Regions from separate parts of the Pan troglodytes genome. Here region 1 is linked to region 2. A link is a contact called in public Hi-C data. All regions are on one chromosome and are shown on one strand. The core of a region is the stretch at or near the end of the contact, and the rest is flanking DNA. Distances in the headings are between cores, read along the strand shown. Region 1 has its middle 19 kb from the start of HIST1H3A. Region 2 has its middle 61 kb from the start of HIST1H3A.

The links. A called contact is a pair of places that touch in the nucleus more often than the background predicts.
Region 1: a Hi-C map of induced pluripotent stem cells shows a contact between it and region 2, with 2.1 times the contacts expected there. The contact joins two enhancer-like sites. A contact is called at or near these places in 3 of 7 Hi-C or Micro-C datasets (blood, induced pluripotent stem cells and stem cell-derived neural progenitor cells) and 1 of 1 other capture datasets (stem cell-derived neural stem cells).

What each region holds. Positions count from the first base shown.
Region 1 is chr1:23,212,258-23,218,249 of NHGRI_mPanTro3-v2.0_pri, forward strand. No RefSeq gene overlaps it. Among named protein-coding and RNA genes, the nearest start is that of HIST1H3A, 19 kb to the right of the region's middle. Within about 2 kb of position 1,399, at least 16 of the 24 cell types and tissues checked have an H3K27ac peak or open chromatin away from gene starts, as enhancers often do. A contact at or near this core is called in induced pluripotent stem cells, stem cell-derived neural progenitor cells and stem cell-derived neural stem cells, where this site is marked.
Region 2 is chr1:23,170,687-23,176,271 of NHGRI_mPanTro3-v2.0_pri, forward strand. No RefSeq gene overlaps it. Among named protein-coding and RNA genes, the nearest start is that of HIST1H3A, 61 kb to the right of the region's middle. Within about 2 kb of position 4,170, at least 15 of the 24 cell types and tissues checked have an H3K27ac peak or open chromatin away from gene starts, as enhancers often do. A contact at or near this core is called in induced pluripotent stem cells, stem cell-derived neural progenitor cells and stem cell-derived neural stem cells, where this site is marked.

The sequences.
Region 1 (5,992 bases), core at 149-2,648, 39 kb after region 2:
AGGCGTGAGCCACTGTGCCCGGCCTCACTTTTTTCTTTTCTTTTTCTTTCTTTCTTTTTTGAGACGGAGTCTTGCTCTGTCACCCACGCTGGAGTGCAGTGGTGTGATCTCGGCTCACTGCAACCTCCGCCTCCCGGGTTCAAGTGATTTTCCTGCCTCAGCCTCCTGAGTAGCTGGGGGTTACAGGTGTGCGCCACCACGTCTGGCTAATTTTTGTATTTTTAGTAGAGATGGGTTTTCGCCCTGTTGGCCAGGCTGGTCTCGAGCTCCTGGCCTCAACTGAGCCGCCCGCCTTGACCTCCCAAAGTGCTGGATTACAGGCGTGAGCCAACACGCCCGGCCCCTGAGGTCACTTTCGCGGGGCAGAGGGGATGAAGCTGCGGAGAACAGGCTCGAGCGCTGCGGAGCCGGGAATTACTGAGTCCCGAGACGCGCGGGCAGGACTGGCACTGTTTTTTCCAGCTCGCGGGCTCTCAGTTCATAGTATGACATCCCCACCCGTCGGCCCGGAGGCTGCTGAGCACTAACCCGATTTGTTTTCCAAAATGCCACGCTTCACCCACTCGGCAGGATGTGCGGCACCTTCAGGGCCGCAGCTGCAGCTCGCGGGCTCCAGGCGTTCGCATGGCTGGACCAGGCGCTGGAGGCGGCCCTCACCCGTGGGACGGTGCCCCCCAGGCCCCGGGACGGAAAGGAGCTGCGGCGACGGCGGGAGAGGGCCCTACCCCCGGCGAGGCTGAGGCCTCAGGAGCGGACCTCACTGCAGGCAGCCCGGGAGGGAACGGCGGGGAAGTCCCGGGTCGTGGGGGTGACCCAGCCAGGGCTGGCGGAGAAGGGCCCGTAAGGTCGGCAAACCTGGGAAAGCGCGGGTGGCGGGAACCCCCTGGGCAGGCGGCCGCGTGGGGGCGGACCCGGTGGGCATGGCGGGCTCCGGGGGCGTGGCCTGGGACCTGGGGCCGCGTCACGTGACAATGACCGAGGCTAGAAGTGCTGTTGGGCGAACGCGAGGCGTCTGAAAGGATCAGTTTCGCGTTTTGGGGAAAGTTCTCTCTGGCACCTGGGGCTGGGGAGGGCGAGCCGGAGGAAGAGAACCCGGGTGAGGCGGCGATTTCAGAAATGCCTGAAAAGGGAGAAGCCCGCCCCGGAGCCACGACAGTGGGGACGCTGGAGAGATGCTGGGGACCGGCCTCCACGACCTGGGGGGGAGGGGGGAGGGGACGAGCGGCGGGCACCCTGAACCCTTAGTCCTCGAGGCCCTGACAGCTACCCTCCCTCATGCTGCCCCCGAGGAGGAGTTGGAAGGAGCAGCTGGCCCCACGCCCCGTTTCCCGAGACTGCGGGCAGCGCTCCTCAGGAGTGTGTCCGGGGCCGGCTACTTCCGCCACTAAGAGACGAGTCGCCCGGGCCGCAGGAAGGGCCTGGTGCGCGGCCATCTGCTGACCAGTCTGGAGCTAGCGTGGTGGCTTCGGCTGCGCTGACAGTGATGCCACCGAGGTCTCTTACACACCAACAAGCTTCACAGGCCCCTCACCCAGCTATGCCCGGGCATGGCATGCCTTGAGGGTATCCGAGGCTGTGACATCTTAGCAGAAATCCAAGCTAGCCCTCCCCACCCCCTCCACTCTACCTCCCCTTCACTTGGAATCAGAACTGTTCTATTTCAGCTCCAAATGTGATGATGATGACCAAATAAAATCCACCGTGAATTGAGCCCTCACTGTGTGTGCCCGGCTCTATGCTAAACATTTGTCATGCGTTCTCTCACATAATCCCCGGACCTCCTACCACTTTCGTTATTTTTGCTTTGCCAGCACTAATTGTAAAACTGAACTCTTATTATTACGATGTTTTAATTGACTCAAATTTAGAGGTGTTATACGAAATCACAGGTTTGATGTGTAATGTTTCTTTTACTAATTCATATACAACATATAGACCTTGCAAATGTTTGAAACTGGCCGGGCGTGGTGGCTCACGCCTGTAATCCCAGCACTTTGGGAGGATGAGGCGGGCGGATCACCTGAGATCAGGCGTTTGGGGCCAGCCTGGCCAGCATGGCGAAACCCTGTCTCTACTAAACATACAAAAATTAGCCAGGCGTGGTGACACGCACCTGTGGTCCCAGCCACTCGGGAGGCTGAGGCACGAGAATCACTTGAACCCGGGAGGCAGAGGTTGCAGTGAGCCAAGATTGTGCCACTGCACTCCAGCCTGGACAACAGAGCAACTCCGTCTCAAAAACTAAAAATACATACATACACATATTTAACAAATTGGATCGGCCTTTTTTTTTTTTTTTTTTTTTTTTTTTTTGAGACTGAGTTTCGCTCTTGTTGCCCAAGCTAGAGTGCAATGGCGCGATCTCGGCTCACCGCAATTTCCGCCTCCCGGGTTCAAGCGATTCTCCTGCCTCAGCCTCCCGAGTAGCTGAGACTACAGGCGCCCGCCACCACGCCCAGCTAATTTTTTGTATTTTTAGTAGACACGGGGTTTCACCGTGTTAGCCAGGATGGTCTCAATCTCTTGACCTTGTGATCCGCCCCCCTCGGCCTCCAAAGTGCTGAGATTACAGTGTGAGCCACTGCGCCCGGCCCTTTTTTTTTTTTTTGAGACAGGGTGTCACTCTGTCACCCAGGCTGGAGTGCAGTGACGCGGTCACAGCTCACTGCAGCCTCAACCTCCCCGGGTTCAGGCGATCCTCTCACCTCAGCCTCTTGAGCAGCTGGGACTACAGGCGCGCAGCAGCACACCTGGCTAATTTTTGTATTTTTTGTAGAGATGGGTTCTGCTATGCTGCCCCAAGTTGTTCTGGAACTCCTGGGCTCAAGCAATCCGCCTGCTTCGCCCTCCACAGTGCTGGGATTACAGGCATGAGCCACCATGCTCAGCCCTGCCTCAGTCTTTTTGATGGTTATGTGGTATTTCTTTTTAAAATTTTTTGTTTGGGTTTTGTTTTAGAGTATGTTGCCCAGGGAGGACTGAAACTCCTGGGCTCAAAAAATCCGTATTTTATTGTTTTCTTTGACTATGAATTATTTAGTTGTTTTATGTTCAGGCAGCTGGTCTGTTTCTAGTTGTATTTTTCTATTAATTTTATCTTAATTCCATTGTGATTGAAGAACATACTCTACGTAACTGCAGTTAAGAATATTTGTTAGGCTTTCTATCAGCTGTGCATGTGAACAACTTTGGTAAAAATTTTCCTTGTGAATTTGAAAAGAATGAATTCAGTTGTTGAGTTCAGAGCTCTATATATGTTAGCTGATGAAGTTTGTTAATTGTGTTGTTCAAATCTTCTATATCTTTACTTCTTGTTTTTTCTCTCAGCTGATATAAAATATATTTTAAAGTCTCCCACAATGATTGTGAATTTGTCTACTTCTCTTTTTAGTTTTCTCTGCTCTGTATATTTTCAACCTGTGCTGTTAGGTGCATACAGATTTAGGATTGTGATGTCTTCCTTTTTGATTGCTTCCTTTAGCATTATGAAATGGCCTCTTTACCTCTTGTTATGTTTCTTCCCTTAAAGTATACTTTTATGTTTGTTTGTTGTTTTTATTTTTGAGATGGGGCCTCACTCTATCGCTCAGGCTGGAGTGCAGTGGCCTGATCAGGGATCACTGCAGCCTCTACCTCCTGGGCTCAGGTGATCTGGAATCCCACCTGAGCCTCCCCAGTAGCTGGAACTACAGGCCCACACCACCACACCCAGCTAATTTTTTTTTTTTTTGAGGCGGAGTCTTGCTCTGTCGCCCAGGCTGGAGTGCAGTGGCACGATCTCGGCTTACTGCAAACTTCACCTCCCGGGTTCACGCCATTCTCCTGTCTCAGCCTCCTCAGTAGCTGGGGACTACAGGTGCCCACCACCATGCCTGGCTAATTTTTGTATTTTTAGTAGAGACGGGGTTTCATCTTGTTAGCCAGGATGGTCTCGATCTCCTGACCTCGTGATCCACCTGCCTCGGCCTCCCAAAGTGCTGGGATTACAGGCGTGAGTCACCACGCCTGGCCTTTTTTTTTTTTTTTTTTTTTTTTTTTTTTTTTTTTTGAGACGGCGTCTTGCTCTGTCACCCAGGCTGGAGTGCAATGGTGTGATCTCAGCTCACTGCAACCTTCACCTCCCAGGTTCAAGTGATTCTCCTGCCTCAGCTTCCCGAGTAGCTGGGATTACAGGCATGTGCCACCATGCCTGGCTAATTTTTTTTTTTTTTTTTGAGATGGAATCTCGCTCTGTCACAGAGGCTGGAGTGCAGTGGCAGGATCTCGGCTCACTGCAACCTCCGCCTCCCGGGTTCAAGTGATTTTTGTGCCTCAGCCTCCGGAATAGCTGGGACTACAGGCGCACACCACCATGCCTGGCTAATTTTTTGTATTTTTAGTAGAGACTGGGTTTCACCACATTGGCCAGGCTGGTCTTGAACTCCTGACCTCAGGTAATCCATCTGCCTCAGTCTCCCAAAGTGCTGGGATTACAGGCGTGAGCCACTGCTCCCAGCCCAGTGTCTTACACTTTGGATTTATCAGGTTGTTTCTTTATCCTTATTATATTCAGTTTAAACATTTTGGCTAAAAGTTTGGGTGATGTTGTGTCCTCAGTACGATGTCAGTTTGTCTCCTTTTTGATGACATGAAGTTTCATCGTTTGATTAAAGCCTAGTTTCTCTTGAATTCCCTCTAATCAGGTTTTGTTCCCTCTATTTCATCAAAACTGTTATTAGGATCACCAATGACCTCTACAAATTCAATGGTCAATTCTCAGACCTCACGCTCCCCTTGACTTAGTAGTATTTGACACCGTAGATCACTTCGTCCTCATTGGAGCACTTTCTTCTTTTGAATTCCAGATGATCACATATGTCTGGCTTTCTTCCTCTCTGCCTATTTCTTCTCAGTCTTCTTTGGAGCTGTCACTCAGTCTCTAAACTCTAAATGTTGAGTTCCTCAGTCCTTGGAGCTCCTCTCTAATTTATTTATTTTTTTCTTTTTTTTGAGACGGAGTCTTGCTGTTGCCCAGGCTGGAGTGCAGTGGCAGGATCTCGGCTCACTGCAAGCTCCGCCTCCCGGGTTCACGCCATTCTCCTGCCTCAGCCTCCCGAGTACCTGAGACTACAGGCGCCCGCCACGACGCCTGGCTAATTTTTTGTATTTTTAGTAGAGACGGGGTTTCATCTTGTTAGCCAGGATGGTCTCGATCTCCTGACCTCGTGATCCACCCGCCTCGGCCTCCCAAAGTGCTGGGATTACAGGCGTGAGCCACCGCGCCCGGCCTTCCTCTCTAATTTCTATCAGCACCTGCTTCCTTGGTGATCTCAGCTAGTTTTAAGACCATGCTGATGACTTCCAAATTTATATCTCCAGCCCAAACCTCTTTTCTAAACCCCAGGTTCATATCCAATAGTCTCCATGAAATCAATAAAAAGTCTAATTAAGCATCTCAATCTTAACACGTCCAAAACTGAGCTCCTTATATTTCCCAAACCTGTTCCCTCACAGTCTTCCCTAAGTGAAGCAATAGCAACTTCATGCGGTTGCTCAGGTCAAAACCCTGGCCCCATTAACCGCCCCCTCTCCCTTTTTTTTTCTCATGCCTACATCCATTAAGTCCTAGCCATCCTCCTATCATTGTAAAATATCCAGAATGCCACTTTGCACACTGCCACTGCCACCACCCAAGTCCAAGCCGCTATATCATGTCACACTTAGGTTACTGCAATAGCCTAATTGGTTTTCCTTTCTGCTCTACCCTTATTGCCTTCGGTCTATTCTCCAGACAGCAGCTGGAGTGATTTTGTTAAAACATTAGTCAGACCATTTTATCCTTCTGCTGAAAACTCTCCAGAGGTTTCCCGTCTCACTCAGTGTCCTTGCAGGACCTATAAAGCGCTACATGCTCTGACTCCCATTACATCTCCGGTTTCCCACCGTGCTTCTCTGCTCGTTTGCTCTGCTGTGGCATGCTCACCTCCCTGTTGTTCCGAGAACATACCAGGCT
Region 2 (5,585 bases), core at 2,920-5,419:
AGAAATACTGCATTTGTCCAGTTTCTATTTCCTCTGCCTGAGCTTGAGCTGCTTTGGTGGCAGGGACCATCCCAGTGTCCTCATCAAACCTTCAGTGCCCAGTAGACAGAACCCTTGCCCAATCTTCCCGTCCAAATCCTGCATCTTCTGCAGGAGCTAGTTCCTCTGCAGGTCCTGGCAATATGGAGCACGGGGTCCATAGTTTTCCTCCCACCTATGGATTTCCTCTGGGCCATCACAGCCTGTTCCACAGACTGAATTTCAGCTCCCTGTCTTGGCCAGGGCACATCCTGTCTAATCACTCATGTTCACCCAGCTTTGCACCCTCTTCAGCCTCCCCACGTTTAAGCGAGGCAGCTGGCGGTGCAGGAAGAATATTCATCCATCTCCTAGGAGCTCAGGAGTCAGACCCTGGGCCCAGACTCCTGCAGCAAGTCGGGGCTTCTGTCACAAGCGCCTCACCTTACTGGCTTTGGCGCCATCTAGTGGACGCATATGGGTCTGCGGGGACCGCAGCCCTTCCTGTGACCCAGAAGCAAAACCAGCGATTTACCTGGCCGTACATTATTTTTGAGTCCCGAATCGCAAGAGTCCACTCCCAACCCAGCTCAGCATGTATTGTCCACTGCCTGCTTAGTGCCGGACCAACACACCTTCACCTCACATCAACAGGGACTCAAACAGAGCCTCTTCCCCTCAAATCCCAGCCCCATACTCAACTGTGTGCACAAAAGCAGGCATTCGTCCTAACAAAGCAGAATGAAACAACCCAAACTTCCCTCAAGATGGGGAGCATGCATTCTACGGAATATTATGAAATGGATAAAAGGGTTTGCTGGATTGGAAACGTCTCCAAAAGCACATTAAAGAACAATACATACAGCATGATGCCGTTTATTAGAAGAAACAAACCCAAGCCTGATCCACTGTTCGCATATTGGTGTGAAATGCAGAGGGAGGGCTGGACACACACCAAGCTAATCACAGGGACCTTTAGGGAGGGATGGGGGTGGGGTAAGGGTGAAAGAGGCCTTTCCTTTTACACACCTTTACTGTGTATCTTTTTATATTTCTAAGGCAAAAGGTAAATTAAACAACCCCTGTGTTAAAGGTGGAGAGTGTCCAGGTTCTTGGCATCTTGAACAAAGAATTGGAAGAGACACACAAACAAAGCAAGGAAGGAATGAAGATTTTATTGAAAATGAAAGTACACTCCACTGTGTGGGAATGGGCCTGAGTGTAGGATTCAAAAGGCCCTGTTACAGAATTTGGGGGAGTTTAAATACCCCCTAGAGGATTCATTGGTTACTTCGGGTATGCCCTATATAAACAGAGAGGATGAAGTAAAGTTACAAAGTCATTTACCTGATATGCCCTATGGAGAGGATATTTCCTGTTAGAGCTGAAGTGTGAATCAGCCTTATGTTCCCTGCCTGCAGACCCTATTTTCCTGCCTCACCTGGTGCCAGGAGCTGAGTCGCTGCTGCTCTCCCAGGTGCTCCATGATGAGCAGTGCTGGCCTTCTGATCCGACTCTCCCACACCCACACCAGCTGCCTTCCTGAGCCACCAGGCTCCCCAGTGGTGGCTCCTCTCCTTTGACGGCCTTGTCACCTCTCTGCAGTCTCTTCCCCTCACACCTGGCCGCTGCAGCCCCTCAGTGGTGAGCATTCGGTGGGCTGATCAGCATCCACACACCCCTCCTAGTAAGTGGCAATCCCCATTTTGTGAGCTGTCATGGGAGCCAGGGCCCCTCCTCCCACCTCAAAGGCTAAAGGGGGCAGCATTCCTTCTCCCTTCCTGGGCATCTAGCTAACCCAGGCAAAGATGCAGGGACAGGAGCCATCCCTCCCCGCTGTGGTGCCCAGCACCCCTGCCCATCATTACAGCCGATGCCTGTGGAGTTGTGGCAGGGGCTGCATTCAGCGATGCTGCAGCCCAGTAGTGGTGGTGACCACAGTCACCTCCCAAGACTGTCCCCGGCTGTGGCTGTGGCCATCCAGACTCCTGGTCAGCTCCCTGAGCTCCCCACAATACTCCCAAGGACTCCTTTTCTACTTAGTCATCAGGGTTGATTTCGATTGCTGGCCACCTCCCTTTGGGCCCTGGCCAGGCCTGTGGAGCTAGTCCTTTCCAAGTGTCACAGGTGAGTGATTGTGTGTGACGGACAGCGGGTCAGTGTGATAGATAACCTGTGGTCCACATAGGGAGATGGTGCCATACCAAGAAACTGCCAGGACCGAGATGTTAAAGAGTCAGGGGATGTGAATTGCTAAAGGCAACCATGGGAGATGACTGTTTCAAGAAAACTGGGAACCTAGGAAGCTTGGTGAGCACCCACTTGGATCTTCCCTGGCCTGGCAGGGCCTCCCCTTGGAGGGATAGCCCTGCAGCTTCCCCATCAGTGGGCAGGCTTGGGGAGGGCCTGGAGAGGAGAGGGGTCCCCTAAACACACCCAGCCCCAGGGCCTTAGCAGACAAGTGCTGGTGACCTATTATTTGTACTTATTGTAGTAAACAGTCACTTTTAGGCTGGGGGCTCACGCATGTAATCCCAGCACTTTGGGAGGCCAAGAGGGGCGGATCACTTGAGCTCAGGAGTTTGAGACCAGCCTGGCCAACATGGCAAAACCCCGTCTCTACTAAAACTACAAAAAAATTAGCCGGGCGTGGTGGCGGGCGCCTTGTAATCTTAGCTACTGGGGAGGCCGAGGCAGGAGAATGGCGTGAACCCGGGAGGCGGAGGTTGCAGTGAGCCGAGGTTGCGCCCCTGCACTCCAGCCTGGGCGACAGAGCGAGACTCCATCTCATAAAAAATCACAACAGTCACTTCTATGAGCAGTGCTCATTTCACCCCGCCTCTACCACACACTCGGCAGGGCGGCTTCACAGGTGCCCTTCCTGCTGTCTGGGACCCTTTGCCAGACTCCTCCCCACCTGGCCACCCTTCTTTCCAACCAACAACGTGGCTCCTCGGTTCCTCCAGGTTCCTTCCTGCCCTGTAAAACCCCTGGCCTCCTGCCAGGCTCAAGAAATGCCCTCGGATCTCTTCCGTGCTTTCGCCCCGCAGGAGACACAGCCTAGGTCCCGCCTCCGTCACGCGACAGAGACTCAGAGAGCGCCCACGCGGGCAGGGCCCGGGCAAGGCTACCTCACCGCCGCCCACCCATCCCCGGAGCCTTCAGCAGCACGGAGCTCAGGCTTCCCTGTCTCCCCTCTGCCCCCGCGCCGGCCGTGCGTGCAGTGCTTCGGCCCCTAGGCTGCTCCCACGCCCCGTCCTCCCTCCCGGGGTTGGTGCGGGTCTCCCAGGCCGGGCCGGGGCACTGGACCGACGCCCAGGAAGCGGCCGCCGCCGCAGCGAATTGCCCGCTCTCGCTTCGGCTTTCACCGCCCAGACAGCGGCGCCTCCGACCCGGCTCTTAAACAAGGGCGACTTTTATTATAAAGCCCGGGGGTGGTGCGGAGGAGCCCGCCACTCGCTGCCCCTCACTGCGGCCCCTGGCCTTCGCCTGGAGGGCGCGCGAGCCGGCGGCCCCGAGAGGCCGGGGGTGGGAGGCGCGGGGGCGACCCCGCCGCGTGGAGCCGCCCGGGACGCACGCGGGCCCCAGCAGCCCCGAGTGCAGTCCTGGCTGCGTTGTGGGAGCCGCGGCCACGCCAGCGCCGGGGCCCCTCCAGCCCGAGACTGGTGAGGCGGCGGGAAACCGCGGGACTGGGCACTGCCCGGCCGCGGGACGGCCAGGCTGGGGCTCTTCAGTGCGGCTTTCGGCGGGACTGCGGTCGCGGAACAAAGGGGCGCGGAGGTGGGCGGGGGGTGCATCGCCGGCGGGGCGGGGCCTCGGCGTCCGGGGCTGAGGTCTCCTCACCTCCGGGCCGGGCGGGGTCTGGCGGCCGCGCCCCTCCGCGGGCTCCCCAGGCGCCCAGCCGCGCGGCAACAACCACAGCCACCATTTCCGCTCCCCGCCCGCCCCTGCTCAGCGCTGGGGGCGCGAGGGCGCTGCTCGCCCGATTCAGAGGCCAGGTGTAACTACTGGTGTCACAGAAGTTCGGTGTTTCCAAGATGTGCTTCCTTTTTGTAGCGAAGGAAGCGCGGCCACCAGGCCAGGTCGTCCCAAAGTGCAGGGTCCCCGGCCCCCGTCATCCCCGCCCGGTTGCAGGCCCCGACGCTCCGCGCTCCCTCCTGCTGCGCGCGGCGGCCACCAGAGGGCGCCCGGCTGCCGTCACCCCGCGGAGCGCGGGACCCAGGCCGGGCGGGGGAGGTCAGCGGCGGGCCCGCCACCCCCGGCCCCTGCGCGGGGGGCCTGGCGCTGCTGGCGGCCGGGGGGACGATTGCGGGGTCCCTTTCCCAGACCGGAACCAACAGAGGCCGCCGGCCAGAGAACCGAGTTGGGTCGCCGTGTGACCTCGGGGCTGGTGCTAGCCTTCGTTGTGCCTCTGTTTCCCGCCTGTGAAGAGAGAGCGAGCACTGCCCGTCTGTGCATTGGGTCGCGATTCCCAAGCTCCCTAGGCTGGCCGTGGGGGAAGGCGGCCCCGCCGCCCCTGAGGCCCCGCGTGGGAACTCTCTTAGCAAGGGCACTGACGATGTCCTACTAACTGCCTTACGACTGTATTTTAAAGGAAGGTGGGAGGCAGGGCCCCTCATTTCCAAGTGCACCACCCACCAAAGCTGTGATCTTGTCACTGCTCAATACGAGCCTGGAAAATGATGTACAGCCCTTCCTTTAAGCGTGCTCGGTAAAAGGAGATCCATCCCAACAAGCAGAAGCTGATAATCTGCTTGAAAAGGGATTCCTCCACTTACAAAATTATTTGCAACGGGATTTTTCTCATTGAGTAAATTGTAGGCAAATCACCTGTGTAAATGAATATTTGTAACAGGCCAGCGGATTTGGAAATGAGTCTTACTGTAAAATAAGTACTTCCGTGGTAAAAATGGCTCCAGGGCCAAGGATGGGCCTGTGGTTCAGCTGGAGCATGCTGCCGGCTCACCTGATGGGCGCCTAGGACGTTCTCTAACGGGCCTCTGAGCCTGGTTCCCTCCCATTCCCTCTGCATCCACTCCAGCACGGAGTCCAGGAGGATTCTACCCTTCCTTGGCCAGAGGATGCTGAAGCTGGGCCCCTTCCTACCTGTTTCCTCTCTTGTGCCCCATCTCCTAGGGGAGATCCTTTGCTCCACTAGGCTCGACTGGAAGAGACCGGGAGGCCATGCAGGAAGCACCCTCACTGGCCAGGCACCCAAGATGTGCCAGGCACGGCCTCCCAGGCTGTAGCTCTACCAGGAGTGGGTGCTCCTTGTGAAGATTCTGACTTTGCTTGTCCCACCTGGCTTGGGGACTCCCACCCTCGCTCAACCACAGCATTGCCAAACTCAGTAGAGCATCTCTCTGGACACAGAGGGATGGAGGAAATGGCCACTCAGGCTCCAGAACTGCACGGGAATTCTGGGCCATATCTTGGCCCACCAGCCTCAGCTCACCCTGGCCACTCAAGCCTCGGCCTTCCTGGGGCCCCTTGGTTCTGGGGAGGGACCCATTAATAAATACCATTGCTCACTTGCTGCTTTTAAATCTCCTGAACGTTGGCGGGGC